2 separate regions of the Zea mays genome follow, and region 2 is linked to region 1. A link is a contact called in public Hi-C data. All regions are on one chromosome and are shown on one strand. Each heading gives the region's core, a stretch centred on a gene start, on an enhancer-like site or on the middle of the called end of the contact. The rest is flanking DNA. Distances are from core to core; before and after follow the strand shown. Region 1 holds the start of LOC100381482 (Chaperone DnaJ-domain superfamily protein). Region 2 holds the start of LOC100273296 (DNA primases).

Evidence for each region. A called contact is a pair of places that touch in the nucleus more often than the background predicts.
Region 2: a contact with region 1 is called in a Hi-C map of endosperm, with 1.8 times the contacts expected there. The contact joins the promoter of LOC100273296 here to the promoter of LOC100381482 in region 1. A contact is called at or near these places in 3 of 25 Hi-C or Micro-C datasets (ear, endosperm and tassel).

What each region holds. Positions count from the first base shown.
Region 1 is chr7:150,889,014-150,892,687 of Zm-B73-REFERENCE-NAM-5.0, reverse strand. It overlaps LOC100381482 (Chaperone DnaJ-domain superfamily protein), which reads right to left and starts at 1,604. Exons shown (of 6, transcript NM_001174318.1): 1 at 1,350-1,604. The coding sequence starts at 1,499.
Region 2 is chr7:151,221,532-151,225,205 of Zm-B73-REFERENCE-NAM-5.0, reverse strand. It overlaps LOC100273296 (DNA primases), which reads right to left and starts at 1,728. Exons shown (of 15, transcript NM_001147737.2): 1 at 1,603-1,728; 2 at 1,357-1,487; 3 at 1,095-1,258; 4 at 724-870. The coding sequence starts at 1,675.

The sequences.
Region 1 (3,674 bases), core at 355-2,854:
ATTGGGTGGGCCAGGCCCATTACATGGGGGTGAGAAGGTAAATACACGGGGTAAACCCCAAACCCTAAACGGGTACTCTAACATATTCATCTTGAAGAGCGGGGTGCAATTGACCACAAGTAGGTATGCCCGGATGCAGGTGGGTATCTAATGATGTTTTCTGGGTCAGCTAATTAATTATGGTGCCATGCCATTTAGTTCATTTCTCGCTCCTTAATTTAACTATGGCGGCATGACATTTTTAGTTCATGTCTGCCCCTAGATTATTACTTGGATATCATTTTAGTTCATTGAGCAAGTTTTTGGGTGGACTTGTCGACCCAAATAAATCCAAAACCAGTAGAGCTTGTATCACAGACCACAAGCCAAGCCCTAAACAACCTGATAGTCCTGATGAAATTGGGTTAGTTCCATATGCAAAGCTTTATCAAGCACGAGACCGGAGGGTGGAGATCTGAGTGAGCATAGACTCGTCTACACCCACTTTGCACACTTCCAAAATTAGTCAAAAAATACAAACTTGTAGGTCATGGACGCCTATGTTGATCCTTGTAGGTTTAGCCCAAGTTCAAACCGGCTGCACTTGAGCAATAAGCATTGCACAATGCAACCCAAGAGCACACATACAGTTCACAAACATCAAATACCAAGGTTGGGGCCCTGTTTGTTTCCCTCCTGGATTATATAAGTTGAATTATGGTGGAAGGGTAGAAGGCTAAAATAACACATTGAGATTACAAATCAGTTGAACTAAACTACCCATTACTAGCTTATTTCAACTTATTTGTACTCTCAGGGCTACTTTGGGAACCTCAAATCCCCTTCGGGATTGGAGGGGATTGCGGTGGAAATGAACTAATTTTCTGTCCAATCCACTTTAATTCCGAAGTGGATTTGAGTTTCCAAACTAGCCCTTATAGTAATATTTTACTCTCATATTCTTCCACCATAATCCAACTTATATAATCTAGAAGTGAACAAATACACCATGAGTATCCCAACTCCTTTTTTATAAGGCAAGAGTATCATTTTTTTTGCATATATCACCCTGTACAGAGCGGGATAAAAAACAAATCCACTAGACAATGCGAAACTATATAATAGGATTGTGCAAGAACGCTGCGCCGATTCTTTGCCGAATAGAAGTCCAACAAGCGCGTGATCCTCAAAAGCACACTAATGGTGCCGTAGACCTTCCATTCCATCAAACAGATTTGGGGCTAGATAAAAAAACAACGTTCGGATAAAAAAAAGATACATCATTTGTCATCAAAGAAATTGCAGAAAAAGGGAGATCTCAGAGGGGAGGGAGGGGGGGGGGGGGGGGGGAGGCGGGATTACGTATTTACGTTGTGCCACTGGGTCTTGTGCTTCCGCTGCAGAATGGGTGTCGAGTGGAACGAAGCGGTGCTCCCCAGCTGCTGCTGCGGGACCGCCGCCGCCCCCACGTGGGGGTGCGACCGATGGCCGGAGAAGATAGCCGACTTGATGCTATTCATCGTGGCCGGTATGGCCGCCCACGAAGACGGCGGCGGTGACCTCCGGGGACAGGAGGGCCGGAAGCCGGATGCGTCGCCGTGCCCGTGGCCCTCCGCGGAGAAGGAATCACCGTTTGAGTGAGTGGCTGGCTAGACGGGCCAGGCCCGCTAGACAGTCTAGAGCGTGGCCCGAAAAAGCCCAAAACTAGCCTGGTCTAGCTCGTAGTCTATCATATTCGTGTCAGTTCAGTCCAACGCATCTTAGAGCAACTCCAATAGTTATGTAAATTTTAGCTCTCTAAATCACAGATTTAAAAGGTTGCTAAATAATTTTGGGAGTAAAAAAATGTGAGTTCTCCAATAGTTCTCTAAATATAGGTTGTAGTTTTGTTTTATATCTATCCACATAAAAAAATAAAGTCACAAATGTCATCAATTACCTTCATTATCTACATAATGCAGTAAACATTTTTGTTTAGCGAGTTGCTAAATAGTTGCCAAATGTAGAGAGGAAATAAGGTTAGATGAGAAGTTGTTAAATTTAGAAAGTTCATTTAGAGAACTGTTGGAGATGAGTTTTTATGTTAACTACTTAAATTGTTGATTTAGGAAGTCTATTAGAGAACTACTGGAGTTGCTCTTACAGCACTTCGGTCTACAGTATTGGTTCTAAGGCTGTCCGCACTCGCCTACGCGAAAGCAGACGCTAAATGATAGCGTGAGGCTATAGAGTAGAATGGCGCCGCAGCGGTTGACTGTACAGGTGACTGCAAGATAGAGTTGCCCAGAAACAACCCTACATACAGCGCACTCTAGCGTGCGACTGCATCAGAGAGAGAGGCAGGCTAGGAGGCATGCGCGGCACACTGTGTGGATAAGAGAGAGGTGAAAATAAATAATAAAAAATATGGTAGTTGGTATAGAGTTGAGATATAGAGTAAATATGATCGCAGAGGTTTGTGGTATAGAGTAGATAGTCTTGCTGACGGGGATAGAATATTCTTTTTAGAGTAAAAATTTAGAGTAGTATGAGTGCGGACAGCCTAACTGATCTAGCACGATTTTTGGATTGGCACGAAGGAAGGCTGACCCACCTTCTTGACCGTTAGGTCGGCCCTCTCTTATGTCATAAATTAGGTGGGTGCCCGTGCGTTGCACGGAAACATATCGTCAGCATAGAGAACGTAGCTCCTACCAATCTAATATCAAAGGTCTCGACGATCATAAGCTCTGCCGCTGCTCCTAGACAGCAGACGCCGCCAGCATCAGGCGGCCCCCAGCAACGTTCAGCGCGCTGGTCGCAGCCCCTGCTTCGTCGGGAGCCATGATGCTTCGCCGATAATCCCCAAATACCCAGCCTATTTGTCGGGCAGCGCCACTGAGGGCATGGCGGCCCCGCAGCCAATGGAACACTGTACGGCGTGGTAGACGGGCTGCTCTCCCAAGAGCGCAACAGCCTGCTGCCCCACGTAAATGGACAAACAAAAAAGTTATTGCTACAAACTTATGATCAGATAGACAAACAAAAAAACAATATAAATGATATATAAAGTTGTTATTATGAGTAAGTTAGAAAGCACAACAACAATACGACAACCCCATGAGGCCATGATGCACAATAACAGAGATCCACTATGCATAAAACTCCCAAGTGAACAACGCCTATGATGAATCTGCTACTAACGCTAGAGCTGTCAATGCTCCCCCGTGCAAACACATTTGACCATTCATTAAAGGAGCACCAATATTATATCACCAAGCAAAACTTAAAAAATGACTGAATCGATAGAAGTTGATATATTTGGAAGGGAAAGAAGCATACTGTAAAAGGAAAGAAGTAGCAACAAACCTCAATGAGTAGAAATTATACGTCGACTCTTTTGGGGGCAAAATGATTGTTGGACCGAAGATCAATGCGAACTGCAAAACAAGAACAAAGAACATGGAATTATTTGATATAGATGGCAGCTTTATTCCTGAACCCCACATAGTATGATTAAAAAACAAACACAATACCCTTAGCGCTAAAAGATAGATTAAATCCTACAAATGATTTAATCTTTCTCCCTCCCTTCGCTTGGTGTGTGCAGATTATCAGTTATTTTATGGGACTTGTGCCAAAAAGTTATGATGTTGTTGTTAAGCTGAATGACAATCAGACTAATTCAGAGAAGTGAGTTAGCAAAACCAATATGG
Region 2 (3,674 bases), core at 479-2,978, 330 kb before region 1:
AGAGGAACAAAACTTGGCATTACGCTGCTATGCACGAACAAACATGGAGGTGGAATGGGGTACAAAACATGCAGTTTGCTGAGCATCTACAAAAGAACACTAAAGAACACAAACATGGAGGTGTTATGTTGACATTAAGTTGTCTCTCATCCATGCTAGTGAATGCAAAGCACTCTTTAATTATGTCACAAGTTTGCAGGCCTAGGAGTCTTGTTTGTTTGTTTGCATAAATATGTTCAGATTGTTACAAAATGGTTACAGATTGTTTCAGTTCTTCCAGGTTGTGAACAGTAACCTGAACCTGAAACTTGCTCCAGTTTAGAACCTCAAGCTGAACACTGCCGACAGTTCAGGTTCTGTATGAAATACTCCAGTTCAGGTTCATGTTCAGGCTACAAGCATTGTCATTTTGAAGAACACCATGGCTACGAGTATTCTCATTCTAAAGAACACCATGGTTCATGTTTAGCCTACTTCCAATTACACTTGACACTATGAACTCCAATACCTAGCAGTCTGCGGACTGAATTGTCAAATAATCTACCTGCTACCATACGGTGGGCCTACCCAATGATGATGTGGCCTCTTTAAAAAAAATTAGGGACAAGTTATTAGCATTCTGATGTGGGTTGATATTTTTTTGAGAGGAATTTGTTTTGCCAGCAGCCCCCAATATGATGTTTTGGGAAACAACTTTTTTGGAAGCTCTTGGAGTGACCCAACCTTTTCCAGAACTCGTCGTATGTAGACACAAGGAACCTTCGCGTACCGGACATATGCTCTTGATAGCAAAAGACATTGGTATGTGCGTATGCCTTAGAGAACCTGATCGCCTCGTCTTGCCTAGGAAATGTAGCCCAGACAACATCCCTGACGACAACCAGCAAGTCAGACTAAAACGGGCGTTATGGAGTAGTATCAAACAGAGCAGCACAATGTGGCGCGCGTGGACTAGGGCATGTTTGGTTTCCTACCTAAGGCGCCACAATCTGCCTAACCTTAGTCGCTCGAATTGAAGAGCTAAGGTTAGGCAGAAAAGTTAGGCACGTTGTGGCGTCTTAGGTAGCAAACCAAACAGCCTCTAGATGCCACACCTGGGGTTGAAGTCGGTTTGCTTCTTGAGATCAATGCGGATCACGTGCAGCAGCCTCAGGAAGCTCTGCGGCCTTTTGACTTGGACGCCCCGCGGGGAGCCGTAGAACACGAATGGGGACATGTGCTTGCGGCCTGTAGATTTGGCCGACGACGGCGCCGCGCGCTAGCAAACGCGGGGATTGGACGGAACGGTCCTCAGCTTTTTGTTTTGGTCTGGAAATTAGTAGGCAGAAAAAAAAAAGGAAAATGTCTCGGCCTCACCTTGTCCGCTGCGGCATCCGGCGTGGTGGAAACATCGGAGGAGCTCCGGCCACCGCTACCGGCAGTCTCCGACACGGGCGAGCCCCGCGACTTCTTGGCCTGCGGGAGCGGCCTCTCCCTGAAGGCCGACTCTGGGCGCCACGGAAAACGCGGAGCGAATCGTGGACGGTGAGACAGATTGCAATGTGGATGGGGAAATGGAAAGAGTGATTGGGGGAAGAGGGAGGGAGCAGCGTAAGTACATACTGGGAGGGGAGACGCCGCATTTGAAGCAGGCGAAGAGGCGGTCGACGTCGTCTTTGGGGTCGTACGCCGTCATCGCTTTCCTTGGATCGCCTGCCGTGCCGCCACAGCGTTGACAAGGGGTGTGTGGTTCGCTCGGTTTTGGCAGTTTTTCAGTGCTCGTGAGCGGGAACCCCAGTGGTTTCGCTCCGGTGAGGGGCGGGATGGAATCGCTAGTTCGCGTGGGCCGTGGCAGAGCCAGAAGTCCGTTTTTAGCCGGGCCGTGTAGATGGGCCAAAGTCACCACGCATTCCCCCGTGTCGTGCACTCCTCGCGCGTTTTGGATAGAGATGGCAATGGGTAAAATGGTAAATATCTACCGGGTATTACTACCTCATACTCATACCCACAACAAAAAAATGACTTCACCGGGTCACTCATATACACTGGTGGGTATGGATTTACCCCCATACCCATACCCGCGTGGGTATGGGTCACCCATCGGGTCACCCGTACCCACAAAAATTAAACATCTATCAAAATATTATATTATACAAATATCAAGCATATCCATCTAAATATCATTACAAAATTTCTAGCATCATTTAACCATCTATTCAATACACATTGGGTGAATTACATGTTCCATTACATGGTCATTAAATTGTCGTTAAGTCTTCTATGACATAATGGCCTAAAAGGTTATTAAATAGTAAAAAAGATGGATGACTAAAGTCTAAGTTTATGCTTGGGCTAAGTTTATATTGGGTATTTTATACCTACGGGTTAACGGATATGGGTGAAGGTGGAACGTTCTAATACCCGTTTACCCATTGGGTGAAGATTTTTGCCCAATAACAGACCAACGGGTAGAATATTTAGGCCACATACATACCCTAATGGAGTAAATACTCATCGGGTATCGGGTCGCGGGTACCCATTGCCGTCTCTAGTTTTGGATGGGTTTAAAATGCCAGTCATCATTAATTAATCGATCTGCTGCGCTCATGGCTACGGTACGTGACTGCTGTTGCTGACTTGCTGTTCGTCCGCCTCGGCTGCTGTGTTCGTGCGAAGGAAGGAGAAACTATGAAGGAATCCACGGCCATCGTGAACTTTTTTTTTATCCTTTCACGATGCTCAAGCATGTGCAACCACCGCCACTGGGTTCGTTCGATCCACAGGACAGTTCGACGCTGTCCAAGGATGGATGACACAGATCGGCAGCAAATCAGCGAGCGACTAATCATTGGGCAGGGGACGCCACATGCACGGTCCGTGGTCGTGTCGAGTACAGTAGTGTACAGCCGGGTAATGGACGTGCCGATCGAGCTGGATGATGCGTGTAGCAGCAGATCGAGCCTCCTGATTGATTGATCGATCGACGAAACAAGCTGTATGCTGCTGTACCTTTTCTCGCGAGCGTGCCAGCAGCATTATTGTTGTTCCTCTCGTCATTACCCATCTGTGGCTGTCTGCAGGGGGTTTTAAAATCCGATCCCCGCCGTTTTGCCTTTAGATTCCGTAGCACACATATGAGTTTGTTTGTTTTAAGATTTTTTTTTCTTTTGCTGTGGTATACATTTATCTGCTGATGACGTAATTATTGGTTTTTACGTTATTGGTATACATTTTTTCTTGGCTGTCCCCTTTTTTTTGCTGTTTTGTTTCTATTGCTGCTATCTATTTCCTTTCCTTGCTGTTTTTCGTTTAACCACAAGTCACGGCATTGCTTTTGGCGTGTGATGTGATTTGTGAATATGCGAGTATTCTCCGATGCAGAAAAGGCACGCGTGCGTGATGGTCGTGGATGAATGCACCACCTGGCACAAGACACTACTGGTACATTAGCTTTTCCTTCGTGCATGAGGTGACACCACCCATCTACATCGTACATAGATTCCGTTTCAATCAACGCATAATTTAGGGCCTGTTTGATACCTGGGCTAAAAGCAAAAAGGCTAAACTTTAGCCCATTTATGGCCTAAAATACCAAACAGGCCGGCTAAAATGCGGCTAAAAAACTTTAGCTGCGTTAGCCCACGAGGAGGAGCTAAACTGGGCTTCTCTGCCCACAATTCCACCGTATACCCTCC